4 separate regions of the Sus scrofa genome follow, and regions 1, 2 and 3 are each linked to region 4. A link is a contact called in public HiChIP or PLAC-seq and promoter capture Hi-C data. All regions are on one chromosome and are shown on one strand. The core of a region is the stretch at or near the end of the contact, and the rest is flanking DNA. Distances in the headings are between cores, read along the strand shown.

Evidence for each region. Promoter capture Hi-C pulls out the DNA fragments that hold promoters and counts their contacts. HiChIP or PLAC-seq counts read pairs in DNA pulled down with a chosen protein or histone mark.
Region 1: a contact with region 4 is called in an H3K27ac HiChIP or PLAC-seq map of alveolar macrophages. The contact joins the enhancer-like site here to the promoter of GTF3C6 in region 4. A contact is called at or near these places in 2 of 5 promoter capture datasets (fetal skeletal muscle and liver), 21 of 47 Hi-C or Micro-C datasets (alveolar macrophages, brain, embryonic fibroblasts and 12 more) and 2 of 2 datasets of contacts at active chromatin or transcription factors (alveolar macrophages and skeletal muscle).
Region 2: a promoter capture Hi-C map of fetal liver shows a contact between it and region 4, with 3 times the contacts expected there. The contact joins the promoter of REV3L here to the promoter of GTF3C6 in region 4. A contact is called at or near these places in 1 of 5 promoter capture datasets (fetal liver) and 1 of 2 datasets of contacts at active chromatin or transcription factors (alveolar macrophages).
Region 3: an H3K27ac HiChIP or PLAC-seq map of alveolar macrophages shows a contact between it and region 4. The contact joins the promoter of MFSD4B here to the promoter of GTF3C6 in region 4. A contact is called at or near these places in 2 of 47 Hi-C or Micro-C datasets (embryonic fibroblasts and liver) and 2 of 2 datasets of contacts at active chromatin or transcription factors (alveolar macrophages and skeletal muscle).

The regions. Positions count from the first base shown.
Region 1 is chr1:76,533,521-76,536,772 of Sscrofa11.1, reverse strand. The region is part of intron 1 of LOC110260565 (a long non-coding RNA gene); the gene reads right to left. Among named protein-coding and RNA genes, the nearest start is that of SLC22A16, 67 kb to the right of the region's middle. Within about 2 kb of position 1,527, at least 17 of the 83 cell types and tissues checked have an H3K27ac peak or open chromatin away from gene starts, as enhancers often do. A contact at or near this core is called in alveolar macrophages, brain, fetal skeletal muscle and 1 more, where this site is marked.
Region 2 is chr1:77,398,673-77,402,265 of Sscrofa11.1, reverse strand. It overlaps REV3L (DNA polymerase zeta catalytic subunit), which reads left to right and starts at 1,715. Exons shown (of 33, transcript XM_021091241.1): 1 at 1,715-2,306. It overlaps LOC102167874, which reads right to left and starts at 2,169. Exons shown (of 5, transcript XM_021084615.1): 1 at 1,870-2,169; 2 at 1,567-1,729; 3 at 1,357-1,394. The coding sequence starts at 2,169. It overlaps LOC110260596 (a long non-coding RNA gene), which reads right to left and starts at 1,348. Exons shown (of 2, transcript XR_002343829.1): 1 at 1,253-1,348; 2 at 1-291.
Region 3 is chr1:77,157,999-77,161,512 of Sscrofa11.1, reverse strand. It overlaps MFSD4B (sodium-dependent glucose transporter 1), which reads right to left and starts at 2,162. Exons shown (of 5, transcript XM_003121369.4): 1 at 1,808-2,162. The coding sequence starts at 1,858.
Region 4 is chr1:76,894,992-76,898,341 of Sscrofa11.1, reverse strand. GTF3C6 (general transcription factor 3C polypeptide 6) reads right to left here and starts at 1,581. Exons shown (of 6, transcript XM_003121346.4): 1 at 1,415-1,581; 2 at 1,042-1,122. The coding sequence starts at 1,528.

The sequences.
Region 1 (3,252 bases), core at 278-2,777, 360 kb after region 4:
CAAAAGAGAAGACACCAAGAGAATAGGAGAAGGTCATGTGAAGAGAGAGGCAGAGATGGCAGTGATGCAGCTACAGCCAAAGAATGACTGGTGTCACCAGAGCTGGAAGAGGCAAGGGGTGCCCCCTAAAACTCCTGGAGGTAGCATGGCCCTGCCCCCAGCTTGATCTCAGACTTTTGACCTCCAGAACTATGAAAGAATACAGAACTGTTGTATTAAGCTACCACATTTGTGGTTATTTGTTATGTAGCCTACAAAACTAATACAGGGGGAGGGGGCTCTGAAGTGGTGGCAAGGGCATCTGGCCACAGTCCGGGGTCCTGAAACAGACCAGGGGCTGGATCTCAGGCATCTTAGTGTTCTGTGGCCAGCCTGGGGCCAGCATAGCTAGGTGTTCGGTGACTTAGTTCAGAAACTTTGGGCTCAAACCAAACAGGACTTCACTTCACAGAAATAATTTTCCTTTGTTTTCATTTTCTCTTTTTTCCACTCAATTTTAGAAAATCAAAGATTTCATAGTACTGATATCTTTCTCATCCACCTTCTACCTTTTCAGCTGTGACAATGGAGCCAGTGGGGTTGCCAGGGGTTTCTAGGGGAAACCTCACCTGGGAGCTTACACTTTGTGCTCATCCACACAGGCCAAGTGACATGGGGGCCTGTGATTGAGCTGGGTGGCAGGTGGCAAAAAGAGAGCTCTGGGAGGCCTAGAGACAGGCCTTCCACTTGTAACTGCTATGCATCTTAGCCTCTGACTTAGACCATCCCACAGTTCCTCCAAACTGCAGGAACAGAGAGGCCCCAGCAACCAGGGAGAGATGGCTGTCCCTTTAGTCAACTCCCCTCTGTTTTTTCTGTTTTTTGGTTTTTTTTTTTTGTCTTTTTGCCTTTTCTAGGGCCACTCCCGTGGCATATGGACGTTCCCAGGCTAGGGGTCTAATTGGAGCTACAGCTGCTGGCCTACACCACAGTCACAGCAGCACCAGATCCCAGCCTTGTCTGTGACCTGCACCACAGCTCACAGCAACACCGGATCCTTAACCCACTGAGCAAGGCCAGGGATCAACCCCACAACCTCCTGGTTCCTAGTCGGATTCATTAACCACTGAGCCATGACGGGAACTCCAACACCCCTCTATTTGAATGAGCCATTTATTCCCTGCCCAGCAAACTGACAGATATGGTGGAAAAGCCTTTCTGGGGAGAAGCTGGAAGAAGCTCATATAAAGAACCCAAAGACAGGAAAGACTGTGGCACAGACAGAGTTCAGTGCACATAGTGGATGTCCGGTAAACTCTTTTGTTTTTAGGTCTAGAAAAGAAACTTTACTCTTTTAAATTTAACCCATATGCCACCCTACTTCCCATTGCTTCGTTACAAAACTACCAAAGTAATTAAAAAAAAAATGTTTTTAAAGCATGCACTACTGAAGAGTTTCTGGCTGAGACCTTTGAATCTGTGCCCTTGAGGGCTCCAGGGCAGGCCTCCAGCAGGGTGGTGTAAGACTCACTGTCCTGACGCGGGTGGCAGTTGTTAGAACAGGGACTGTTTCATTTCATTTACTGAGTGAAGCATGCTGTCAGCAGGCAGCAATAGTCACAGGACAAGATGCAACCAAATCTGACCCTGATCCCTCCTGCCCTGATCACAAGCAAGCTCTTCCCTTTTCTGGGAGAAAGACAGGAAACAGACAAGGAGAGCCCCCTTGAAGAGGAATTATGTTGAAGTTGATCTAAAGAGATCTGAGCACTCAGCTGCCCTAAAACTGCCCCAAACACTATTGCTACAAAGCCAAATTCATTATCCAGAGGGGCTGTCTTGGATTCTACCCAAGAGATTTAGTTTTTGAAGAGCCTAAAAGATTCCTGGCCTATCTGTAGGATGAGTGTGAGAGCCAGATTCCAGAGGATTATATTGTCCGTGGATGCTGCAATACCCTGCTTGACAAGAATTTAACAGAAATAAATGATTGTTCAGCTGGAGCTGATGTATCTAAGAGGCAAACCTTTCTTAAACCCTACTAATGTGCAACCTCAGTCCACAACTGGATTCAATTACTGCGTGGAAAGAAAGGCATTTTCTCATAAAGCCGCTCTGTTTCCGTGCCTGGCTGTGAGCTGGGTCAGCCATGACAAAGACAAGCCTGTGCGTTGTTTTTGGTTGTTTTTCTTTTCAAGCTCTTCCACTGGTACTGCCAGGCCCCAAGCTGTTTGGATCAGTTATGTGGGGGCCAGTTTACTTGTTTTGGCTTTTAGCCTTTTTGTCCAGCGTTGATGATAGAAGAGCAAGCGGGTGTCTTATTGACCGGTAGAATTGACGGGCTATGCCGCAGGATTCAGAGGTTGCACCAAGCCCATGTACCCCTTAGGAGCTGCATTTATGGGGAAGGGGCGTGGGAGAGACTGTAGGGGACTTGAGGGGGTCTAGCATAAGTGGGTCTGGGTGTTCCTACTCCCAAATATTAGTAATAATACCTAACATATAGAGTGCTTTATACGTAGTAACCCACTTAATCCTCCCAACAATCCTCTGAAGTACTATCATTATCTGCATTTTACAGATGGGGAAATTGAGGCACAGAGAGGTTTTATAATTTGCCCAAGGTTACACCATTACTAAATGGCTCAGAGCCCAGGCTCTTGGTCACTATAATGTCAAAGAGGCTGTTGCAGAAATTTGAAACCATGATTGGTATTCGTTTAGCTACCTATTTGCAGTATTCTTTTTAAAATTTTTAAATTGTAGCTAATTTACAAGGTGTTAACTTCTGCTGCACAGTAAAGAGATTTGATTATGCATATATATTCTTGATCATATTCTTTTCCATTATGGTTTATCACAGGATAAACAGAATATAGTTCCCTGCGCTATACAGTAGGAGGACCCTGTTGTTTATCTATCCTATATATAATAGTTTGCTTCTGCTAATCCCAAACTCGCAATCCTCTCCCCCTTCCCCAATCTTGGCAACCACGAGTCTGTTCTATCTGTGAGTCTATTTCTGTTCTGTAGATAGGTTCATTTGTGTCATATTTTATATCCTATACATGTGATATCATATGGTATTTGTCTTTCTCTTTCTGACTTTGCTTCCTCTGACAATTTCTAGGTCCATCTGTGTTGCTGCAAATGGCATTATTTAATTCTTTTTTATGGCTGAGTAATATTCCACTGTATATATGTACATCTTCTTTATCCATTCCCCTATGGATGGACATGCAGGTTGTTTCTATTTCTTGGATACTGTAAAAC
Region 2 (3,593 bases), core at 466-2,965, 500 kb before region 4:
TAAAACTTAAATCAACTTAAAAGATTTTGCCTCTTAAGATATTATTAGGTAATTTCCTGTATATTAGTGGAAATCTTGCCACCTATGTTTACAATCATGCTCTCAGGTTGAAAACTGCAGGCTAATTCTCTGTGGTAATCAGTCTCAAATCCCTTGAAGCATAAATTCTTATTAGCATTATACGTTATGGAATTTATAGACAGCTTACCAGTGATCTGTGTCTTTGAGCCTTTTAAGACCCACGATGGTTCCAAATAAGGATCTCTCACACCAGTTCAAATACAAGGCAACCTAGTAATCATTAAAATACACCTATATAATAACATGCGTGAAAGAATCTCTAATTTGGGTAAACTGAATATAACTGTCAAAGGTCGTAATTAAGTGGTATATTTCAAACTTGAAACCACGGTTCTGTCTCCTACTGCTTAAATCTTTTTGTTGGGAAGATTTGTGGATTTTTAAGAGGAACTCTCGTTTCACAGATGAAGAAACTGAGGCCCCAAGAAACCAATTTATTTGTCCAAGGTCACACCCAATATTAGGGATCAAGTCAGACAAAACGCCAACGGTTCCAATAAAATGGCCAACCCAGCCCCATCTGCTCCTACCCTTTTTTTCTGGATTTCACAACTGCACCCCTAGCCCCCCTCCTTTCTGGATAAAGTTGTTTTGTCTAACGGTTCTTCCCCGCCCGCTCCCTTTTGCTTTTATGCCTTAGGGTAGTAAAACCTCACACCAACTGTTAATGAATAACATTGTGAGCCCACATCTGACGCAGTGACTTTCAGGGGCTTTTTCCCTGGCCGAAGATTTCGCTGAAAGGTTCTTAATCCTACATTCCGCCGGGGAAGAGAGGAGAGGGAGAGGAGGAGGGAGGTCACCGGGAAATGACAAGTCCGTACATGTTCAGGCGCGCGCCCAGGACGCAGCCTACCGGCCCCGGGGAGGAAACTAGGCGGGGGATACTAAGGCGAGAAGAAAGGAAAGGGGCGGGAGAAAAACACCGTGGTGGGAAATCCCTGTGCACTGGATCTGCCAACCCCTGGCAAAGCCGAACATAGCCGAACGTGAATAAATCTCATTAAGCTGCTGGGCGCAGACACTGCAGCACCACGAAGGAGGGGGCGCGGCGGCTCGCGCCGTACGTCCGGGAGGGAGCGCCGGGGCGGCCCTTTTATAGGCCGCAGCCCGCGCTCAGGCGCCCGCCCCTCGCACCGCCCCCGGGCCACGCGCGGGTCTGCCGCGCTACCTGAGAAGGGCTGTTGGTGTCAGCCGCTCACCCTCCCGCGAGGCCGCGGCGGCACGAGATCTGCGCCTTGTCTCCCCGCCCCCCCCGCGGGCGGGTTCTCTTACCTTGTAAAAAGCTGTTTCCGCGGCTGCCCCCGCCTTCTCTGCAGGATGTGAAATGGCGGTCGGCGAGGCGAGCGCGAGCACTGCGGCTCAGGCCAATCCCTCCTCGCCACCAAAACGGCCCTGAACACTGGCGCCCCCCTCCCGCCAGGCCCTCGGAGCCCATCCATGACATCGGCGCTCCGCCCCCCCCCCTCCTCCGCGGCCCCTCACCCAGGTGGCCGTGCCCACCGGCCGAGTCATCGATCCCCCCAGCCGGTCGCGAACCCAGCTTGACGGCAGCCTCCTCCCTCGCCGCTTGCCCGAGGGCGGGGGAGAAACCACCTTCTCGACCCCCGCCTGGGTGTCCCGGTCGGGCGCCCGCCCAGCTCCCTCCCTTTCCCGCCGCGTCCCCTCCCCCAACTACTCACAGCCCTCCCTTCGCCACACACTCAACCCCCTTCTCCCCTCCCCCAGTGGTTGCGTCCGTGACATCATCATCATGGCAACAAGAGCTGCAGCCTGGGACCGAGGAGCCCGTGTGATTCCCGGCGGCGGCGGCAGTGGTGGCAGCACCAGCAGCAGCACCGACGAAAGCGTGAGGGCTTCTCTCCTGTCGCCCCTCGCCGGGTGCTCCTGAGGAGGCGGCCGCCTTGCCACACAGCCCCGCCCGCCGCCGCTGCTCGCGTTGTCGGAGTGTGAGAGGAGGGGGCCGAGCCGCGGAGGGGAGGGGGCGCCGCCGCCACCGTTGCTGTGGGGCCGCCGCTGCGGAAGGAGCCGCCGCTGCCAGGTCGCTAGTGAAGAGAAGGCGGTGGCGGCGGCGGCGGCGGCGAACATGTTCTCAGTGAGGATCGTGACTGCCGACTACTACATGGCCAGCCCGCTGCAGGGGCTGGATATCTGCCAATGCCCCCTCACCCAGGCCCCTGTCAAGAAGGTGCCGGTGGTGCGAATCTTCGGAGCGACCCCGGCAGGTAAGCGGGCGCGGGGCGCGGGCGTGAGCGGCGGGCGCCGGGGCAGCCCTCCCCGCCGCGCACTCGCGCGCACGCCACCGGCCCTTTCGGCGGACGGCTGCCGCGACTTCCCTCCCCTTCACCCTCGTCGCTTTTCCTCACGCGCGTGACAGAGGCGCAAAAATGTGGGTCCGCGCGAGCGCGACGGCCCTCCCCCCATCCAGCCTGTGGCGGGGAGGCGGCGGGCGCCGACTGTTTACACTGCGTGCGGCGGTCGCTTGCCGAGTCCGCATACGGGGTCGCGGGCAGGCGGGCGCCGCTCTCGCCCCGGAGGACTAGCCGGGTGGCCGCGCCGCGTCCTCCTCGAGTGGGTGCGCAGGGCTGCGCTCTGAGATCGGTCGCTGGTGGGGCACCCTCTGCGTCTCCCAAGTGCCCCTTGCTGGCAATGGCCTTAGGTCGTGTGGGGAAGTGTCACCTCTGTCGTCAGTCCTTCCTCGTCGCCTTTTCTCAGCAGCGCTCTCCTCTGCCCTTTCTGGAGATGCCGAGGGCTGAAGGGGGGCGCCTGGGGCCAGCGGATCTTTCTCATTGAAGTGACCATGTGGTTCTGCTGTGAGTGCAGTCATAACTCCTTAGAGTTGAAAGCCTCAGAGTCGGAATAGGGCTGCCTCCCCAGGTGCATGGCTTTCAGGGAAACGTGTATCCACGGAAGTAGGAAATGCGTGTTTATGTTGCCTAACATAAAACATCCCACTTAATAGCGTGAATATCTTAGGAACCACAGCTAAACCCAGCGACGCAAACATTAAAGAAAATGCCTCTCTGCTGGGTTGTAGGATTACATTTTAAATACACATACGTTTAAGACAAAAACTATTTTGAAGAACAAGTGGGGCGGGGAGACAGAAGCCACGTTCTCTAAAGCTCTTGGGCATTTATGATACTATAAATAGCATAGTGGCCAAATTTACAGGGTTTTTAATTGTTTTGTTTTTCTATATGCTTTGAACTGCCTACGTGAAATAATGGAGCTGCCTCCTGGAAAGAGATGCTCTTACCTCTAGCTAGGTATTGCCCTCTGGGATTTTAGCTAGCATTTCCCACTTGATGCTCCTTGCCCTAATCACCATTCATCTTATTACTCCAGTCAGTTTCTCTGGGCTCTCAAGATAATAGCACTTTCTCAAACACAGGCAGTCTTTCCAAGCGGTTATCTCTTAATGTGAATTCTCTTTGTTAAAAATGTCAACGTTGTTGGTGAGGTTTGGTAGGATATTTCTTTTTAAAACAGTGAAAAAGATTTCGATGGTG
Region 3 (3,514 bases), core at 913-3,412, 260 kb before region 4:
GGGATAAATTCACCATGCTTTCACCGTGACAACAGTAGTACTACTAAAGCTGTAGATCCTATTTCTGGTGTGCCAAATCCTATTGTTTTTCTAGTTCTAAATTTTTAAAAAATTCTTTAATTCTTTTGACTTTATGGTCCAATGCCGTTTCCTTTTCGAACAATACTGTAAAAGACTACAGTATTTTGTATTTAGTAAAATGTAGCATTAACATTTTTTTGAAATAGTTTTGTATAGTCTGAAATATATTGCATGCATGCATAACACAAAAATTTTGATGTTAAAAATTTAAGCTACCAAACCATCAAAAGATGACCCCTATTTTTTGATGACCTTAAAACAGCAACATTTCTGGATGTACATGGGGTCTTTCCTCTGAATTACACATACAAAACACCAGAGAAACAATTTGGTTCTAAATCTACACTTTTCTTCAAAGACTAACCAGGCCTCAGGTGTAGTCTATAAGGCTTTTTAAAAGAGTATTACACCTGTATGCAATGACGTTAAGCATTTTACTCAGTCGATGTGATATTAGCCTTTTTTTCTTTTATTTTTAAGGGCCGCACCTGCGGCATATGGAGGTTCCCAGGCTAGGGGTCTAATCAGAGCTGTAGCCATTGGCCTACACCACAGCCACAGCAACGCAGGATCTGAGCCGTGTCTGCAATCTACACCACAGCTCACGGCAAAGCCGGATCCTTAAACCCCTGATCAAGGCCAGGGATCGAACCCGAAACCTTATGGTTCCTAGTCGGATTCATTTCCCCTGTGTCACGACGAGAACTCCGAATATCAGAATTAGGGGTTACATCTGGCTTTTATAGGAAATTCGTTGCATGCACGCACACACAGAAAATGTTTCCAATTGGCCTACATTTCAAGACTAAGTGATTCTAGTTGCACGCTTTGCTGTATTTCCCCCCCCCCCCCCCCCCCCACAGCGGGCGCAGTCCTCAACTAAAGGCTGGCAGGGAGTGAAGGCTGAGTCCAGCTCTACTCAAATTAGTACCCGCCTGTAAAGCAGTTAACAGGACCTGGCACAGCGTCTGCAATGACTTTTCTTCAAATACAAACACTCTAAGAATCAAGTGTGGCTTAGAAAAAGGTACTATGTGACCAGGAGAGATGCTGCTCAGAGGACTCACCCTCCCAACTACCCAGGATACCAATATTTAGGACAGATGACCAAGGGAGGTTTCTAGGGGGTAAAAAAGGTAATCGCGGGGTGGCCAAGGGGTTTGGCAAAAGACGCTTCTAGTCTTGCAATTCGTTCTAAGAAAAACACTGAAGGATCTGCAAATTTGTTTTAGGTAAAAATTGTAGGCAGGATAAGAGACGGCATTCCTGGCTCAACCACTTAACCAGCCGTATGGTCCGAAAAAGTCACTTTCCCGGGCCTGTTTCCCCAGGCTGCAAAAATGAGGGTTGAATTTGGTCAGCCGAGATGGAGGCAAAAGGAAAAGCAACTTTGTGAAATAATTTGGGGGTTGGTTTGGTGCGGGAGGGTTGAGGGCAGCGAATATAGACCAGCAACCCCTTTTGCATTGCCCCTAATCCCACGGAGGAGAGGTAGAAAGGTTTGCTGGAGTTGGAAAATATATTACGAAAATCGATTTCACACTTGACAATAAACCTCTATAATTCTGTGCCCATTTTTCAGATTACAAAACTGAGGCTCGGGTAGATTAATACACCCAAGGTCAAACAGTCTGCAAGCGGCCAAGACACCGGCTCGGAAGGTCGCGTTCTCTGCAGGACACCTGCTCACGCCTCAGCCCGGGAAGGTTCCAGCCCCCGCTCTCACCAGCCCCAGGAAGGCAGCACACAAGAGGACGGTGATGAACCAGCGCAGCATGCTCCCGGCCCGGTCGCTCCGCCGGGAGCCCACCACCGCCTCTTGCTCATTCTCCGCCGCGGCCTCGGCTTGGAGGAGCCGCTGCCCGGCAGCCGGGGCCCCGGCCCCATGGGGTTCCAGTTCCAGCTCCAGTGTGGCTGTTCGTGAGCAGCGATCTTGCTGCCGCCCGGCTTCTCAGCGGAGCCTCGGGAACTCCGAGCCCTGTCCCAATCCGGCGCCTCCAGACCCAGCGGTCCGGGCTGGCGCCACCTCCCCGGGGGCGGCCCCAGTTAGGGCCCTGGCGTCCAGTTTCGGAACGCGCTAGGTGTCACAGGCTGCGGACTCACGCTCTCTCTTGCGCAGGACGCTTGCGCGGGTCACGTGGCGGAAATGTGGCCTCTTGCCAGCCGCGGCCTCACAGCAAACCGGAAGTTGATAGGGTTGCCCTGGAGACCGGACACAGCGCTCAGGGTTCAGCGTCTCTCTTGGCTGAGCCCGCAGAGGCCCTGCAGGCGGGCGCCCCGAGGCGGAGCGAGCTACAGCTGCAGCCTGGGACCAGAAGAATCAGGAGGTACGATGCAGCCAAGCCGTTAGGAGGAAATAGGGGCCAAGAAATGCTAGTTATGTCTTCGCGCCGGCTCTCCGGGGTCTCCTGGGAGTAGAGGGAATCCCAGGTCTGTCCCTTGTACGACTTTCTAAAATTGCTGCCCCAGTTCCTTTGAGATTTGTCGTTTATTGATTTGTCGTTCATCTGTCACCCCTCAACATTTGTTGAACCACGTATGTAAGCTTTCACTTGTATTATCTCAGTTGATCCTCACTCTAAAATACATGTTATCCTGATTTTACAGATAGGACACTTGAGTCATAGAAAGTAGCAATTTGCCCAAGGTCAATCAGCGAATCTGTGGTTGTGCATAAACAGTGTTAACAGTAGCTCAGGATAGAAATTTGGAACCCAAGTTGCAGTCACAAGCACACTCTCGCCCCAGTCCCTACAAATATTTCCATTGTTGTAAGGAAGTAGGGGCAGAGCTTCAATTTGCAGAATCCCTGAATAAGGTTATGCCAGCGGAGAAGCTACAGCTTTGTCTTAGGTATTCTACCCCAGCGTTTTGCTCTTTGACCAAATAGACCACAGCCTCACAATTCGTAAATATTTTTCTTTATCATCTATCTAAAATGTTCTTTTCCACCTGATTACTCAGCCTTTCATCCACTTAGGCTCCCAGATTATACACACCTGTGTCTCATCATCATTTCCCTTGCAACCCATTTCTCCAGCCCCATCCATTTGGGCATTAAGCCCTTCCCAATTTACCTCAGAAAGCACAGATAGTATGATTTAAGAGAACCTGTCTTAGTGTTTCAGAGTCAGGGACTGACTATCTCTTTGAGAAAAATTTAATGTAGTGGAGACAAAAGGTATATATGTATAGTAAAGAGAATAGAAGGTGATATGGGAGAAGCAGATTAGGTTCAAATTATTTAGGGCTTTATATGCCATACTAAGGAGTTTGAACTTGAGCAACACACTCTTACTGGCATACGAATTTAATAAAACCAAAAATATGTTGTAGGAGTATCAAGCTTCACAGTATTTTATCTTTATGACCTAAAACTGAGCTTGTCATTTTCCTCAATAAATCTGTTCCTACTCTGTGACATTGCATGCTG
Region 4 (3,350 bases), core at 332-2,831:
ATAAGTCCTAGGATGTTTTAAGAACATCATGGTGCCTGTAGTTAATAATACTATACTTTATATTTGAAAGTCAGTAAACAAGTTCTCACAAAAAGAAAAAATTTGGGGAGTTCGCGCTGTGGCTCAGCAGTAATAAACACAACTAGTATCTGTGAGGCTGTGGGTTCCATCCCTGGTCTTGTTCAATAGGTTAAGGTTCTGGTGTTGCCATAAGCTGTGGTGTATATGTCACAGATACAGCCCGGATCTGACACTGCTGTGGCTGTGGCTGTGGCTTAGGCTGGCAGTTGTAGCTCCAATTCCCGCTCCTAGCTTGGGAACTTCCATATGCCTCAGGTGAGGGCCGAAAAAGAAAAAAAGAAAAAAAAAAAAAATTGTAACTATGTGTTGTAATGGCTGTTAGCTAGACATAGTGGTCATCATTTCACAATATGTACAAATATTGAAAAAGTGTACAGCTGAAACTAGTATAATGTTAAATGTTGGTTATTTCTCAGTTTAAGATAAAAGATGCTGTATATCTGAAATTAACACAACATTGTAAATCAACTACACTGCAATAAATTCTTCTAAAAATAAAAAGAAGGGAGTTCCCATTGTGGCAGAGCAGAAACAAATCCGACTAGCATCCATGAGGATGTGGGTTTGATCCCTGGCCCCACTCAGTGGGTTAAGGATTTGATGTGGCTGTGATGTAGGCCGGCAGCTGCAGCTCCAATTCATCCCCAAGTCCAGGAACGTCCATATGTCACAGGTGCTGCTGTTAAAAAAAAAAAAAAAAAAAAAAAAAAAAAAAAGCCCCCCCCATCTAAATTTTTCACTCTCTCCAGCCACATATGTAGACACCCAGGCAATCAGCGTCTATCTTCTCCCATCTGCTCCCCGTAACCCCTAAGCCCGTACTTCTGTGATTGTCTTCACTGTTCACTGCCTTTGTTCGGGGAATGAATTCTATCAATCTTAAGGGGTGGTTATACTTCACCATTCATTCTTTTAAATTTAAGGAAATCTACACCCCCCCCCCAATTCTACAAGACTCACCAAAATCTTGCATTTATGTTCAACTTTCGAGAGAAAGTCTGAATCAATAATTCCTGATAATTCCACCAGAACCAACTGCTCCTGGTGGAAAAAAGAGAGGTTAACTCTCTAGCTCGCGAGGGTGCAGGAAGAGGCGGTTAACAAGAGAAGCCAAACGACCCCAGCGCCACCACCCCTTTGTGAAATCGAGGTCCTGCTTTCAACCAGAGGAAACCGGCGACGGTACCTAGGATAACTTCCCTCTTTCCCTTCCAACCGCCGTGCCGCTCGCAGGGCGCCGCGAGCCCAGGGTCACGATCCCGCCCGGGGACCCTCCCCCCTTCGCCGGCCGCGCCCGGACTCTCAGCCACGCGGCCGCTGCCGCTGCACTCACGGCCTCCTCTTCGTCCTCGTCCCCATCGCCTCTCCGCGGTTCCTTGGCCGCCGCCATACCGCCGCTCCTCTGCACCGCCTCCCAGCCGCCGGCCCCGCCCGCCTGGGCCTCCATCTTGAGTACGGGCAGCAGCTCCCGCCCCGCTGCGGCTCCAGCCGCGCCCACCGCCCCTGCCAGGACGCGAGATGGCGGCTCCCAGGCCCACGTGGAGCCCCTTCTTTCTCTCCTAAGAGCAGGAGCCGGTCCCGATCCCGTGTCCTTGGAAACTCTCGGGCTCCTGGCCCAGATGGAATGAGAGCAGTAGAGAGGCACAGGGGATAAAGGAGATGCTGGCATGGTGCACCGTGGACCAGGTGCAGCCTCCAGTGCTTGGAAAGAAATTCTTTTTTTTTAAAATTTATTTCTGTTTTCTAAGAAATTCTTAATATCCTGAGAGCTAACTCAGGCTAATTAATATTCTAAATATCGTGTGAGCTAATTCAGGATAATTCCTGTAAGGAAAAGAGAGGTGGTTACAGAAAAAAAATGAGACGGTCTCAACAGAACCAGATTGCCTTTAATCAGCAAGGAGGGGCAGCAGTCGGGTTGGAGGCCAGACTGTTGCGCCAGGGTCTTGGGGCTTTCAGAATATATAGGGGAGCTTAGAAGCCCTGTTTTTTGTCAAGGTTATTTTTATCAGTTACAGTTTAGCAAGTGTGGTCGTTGACTCGGGAATGTGTGTCGGTCGCCGTCAGGAACTGGTCGTGCCTGGAGCCAGTAGTTCTCAGTATCTCCTGGGCGACCTGGGCTTCCCTTTACTTCTTAGCCTCGGAACTTCCCATATGCCACATGCCATAGTTGCGGCCCTAAAAATAAAAAATAAACAAATAATCTTTATCTAAGACAGGATGGTGTCTGTCCAAAGAGCATGAGCTTTGAGGGTCTGATGTTTGTCCATTTCTACTGCATTATGACCAGCAAGGCATGCAGCAACTTGGTTATTGTGAGAATTAAATGAGATTATTCAAATAAAATAGATTTAGCCCAGTATTAGACACTTAATGTGCATTTAATCTATTATTGGGGTAGTATACAAAAATTTAGGGTATTAGGACTTTTAAAAAACATTTTCCAAGAATTCTTGTTGTGGTACATTGGGTTAAGGTTCTTGTCTCTGCAGCAGCTGGGGTTCCTGCTGAGGCGCAGTTCAGTCCCGGGTCCAGGAACTTCCACATGCTGCTGGGCAGCCCAAAAAAAGAAAAGAGTTCTTTTTTTTTTTTTTTTTTTTTTTTTTTTGGTCTTTTCTAGGGCACACCTGTGGCATGTGGAGGTTCCCAGGCTAGGGGTCAAATCAGGGTTGTAGCTGCCGGCCTATGCCAGAGCCACAGCAAGGTCTTCGACTTATACCACAGGTCACAGCAACAAGGCCAGGGATCAAACCCACAACCTCATGCTTCCTAGTCAGATTCGTTAATCACTGAGCCACGATGGGAACTCCAGAAAAATGTTCCAAGTAATGAAGATCTGCTGCTAAATTATAAGTAACAAAATAGGGGAAGATTTCCAAGTCAGATTAGAAAGAGCCATGGGAGAGACAAATTACATGGTTTTCTACAGCCACTGTTAGAGCTAATAGAGAAAAATCTATACAATTTGGTGGGAGGACCAATTGATTTTTAATTGTAGTTAATAAGAGGAATCTTATTTTAAAAAATCAGAAATACAGTGTCTGAGAAACATAAATAGGGTGTCATGCTCAGTATTCAAAAGCTCGCCACAAGGAGGAGACAAATGAATTAAAAATTGTTTATTCTGCTCTTTTTTTTCCTTTAGAACACATTTTATAAATTAAGTGCCTATATGAAACATACACTTAGTAGCAGAAGTCTAGCAAAAGAACCTTTAGTATTAACGTTTTGTCTTAAAAACATTTTACACTTAAATAATTGTTTATAGT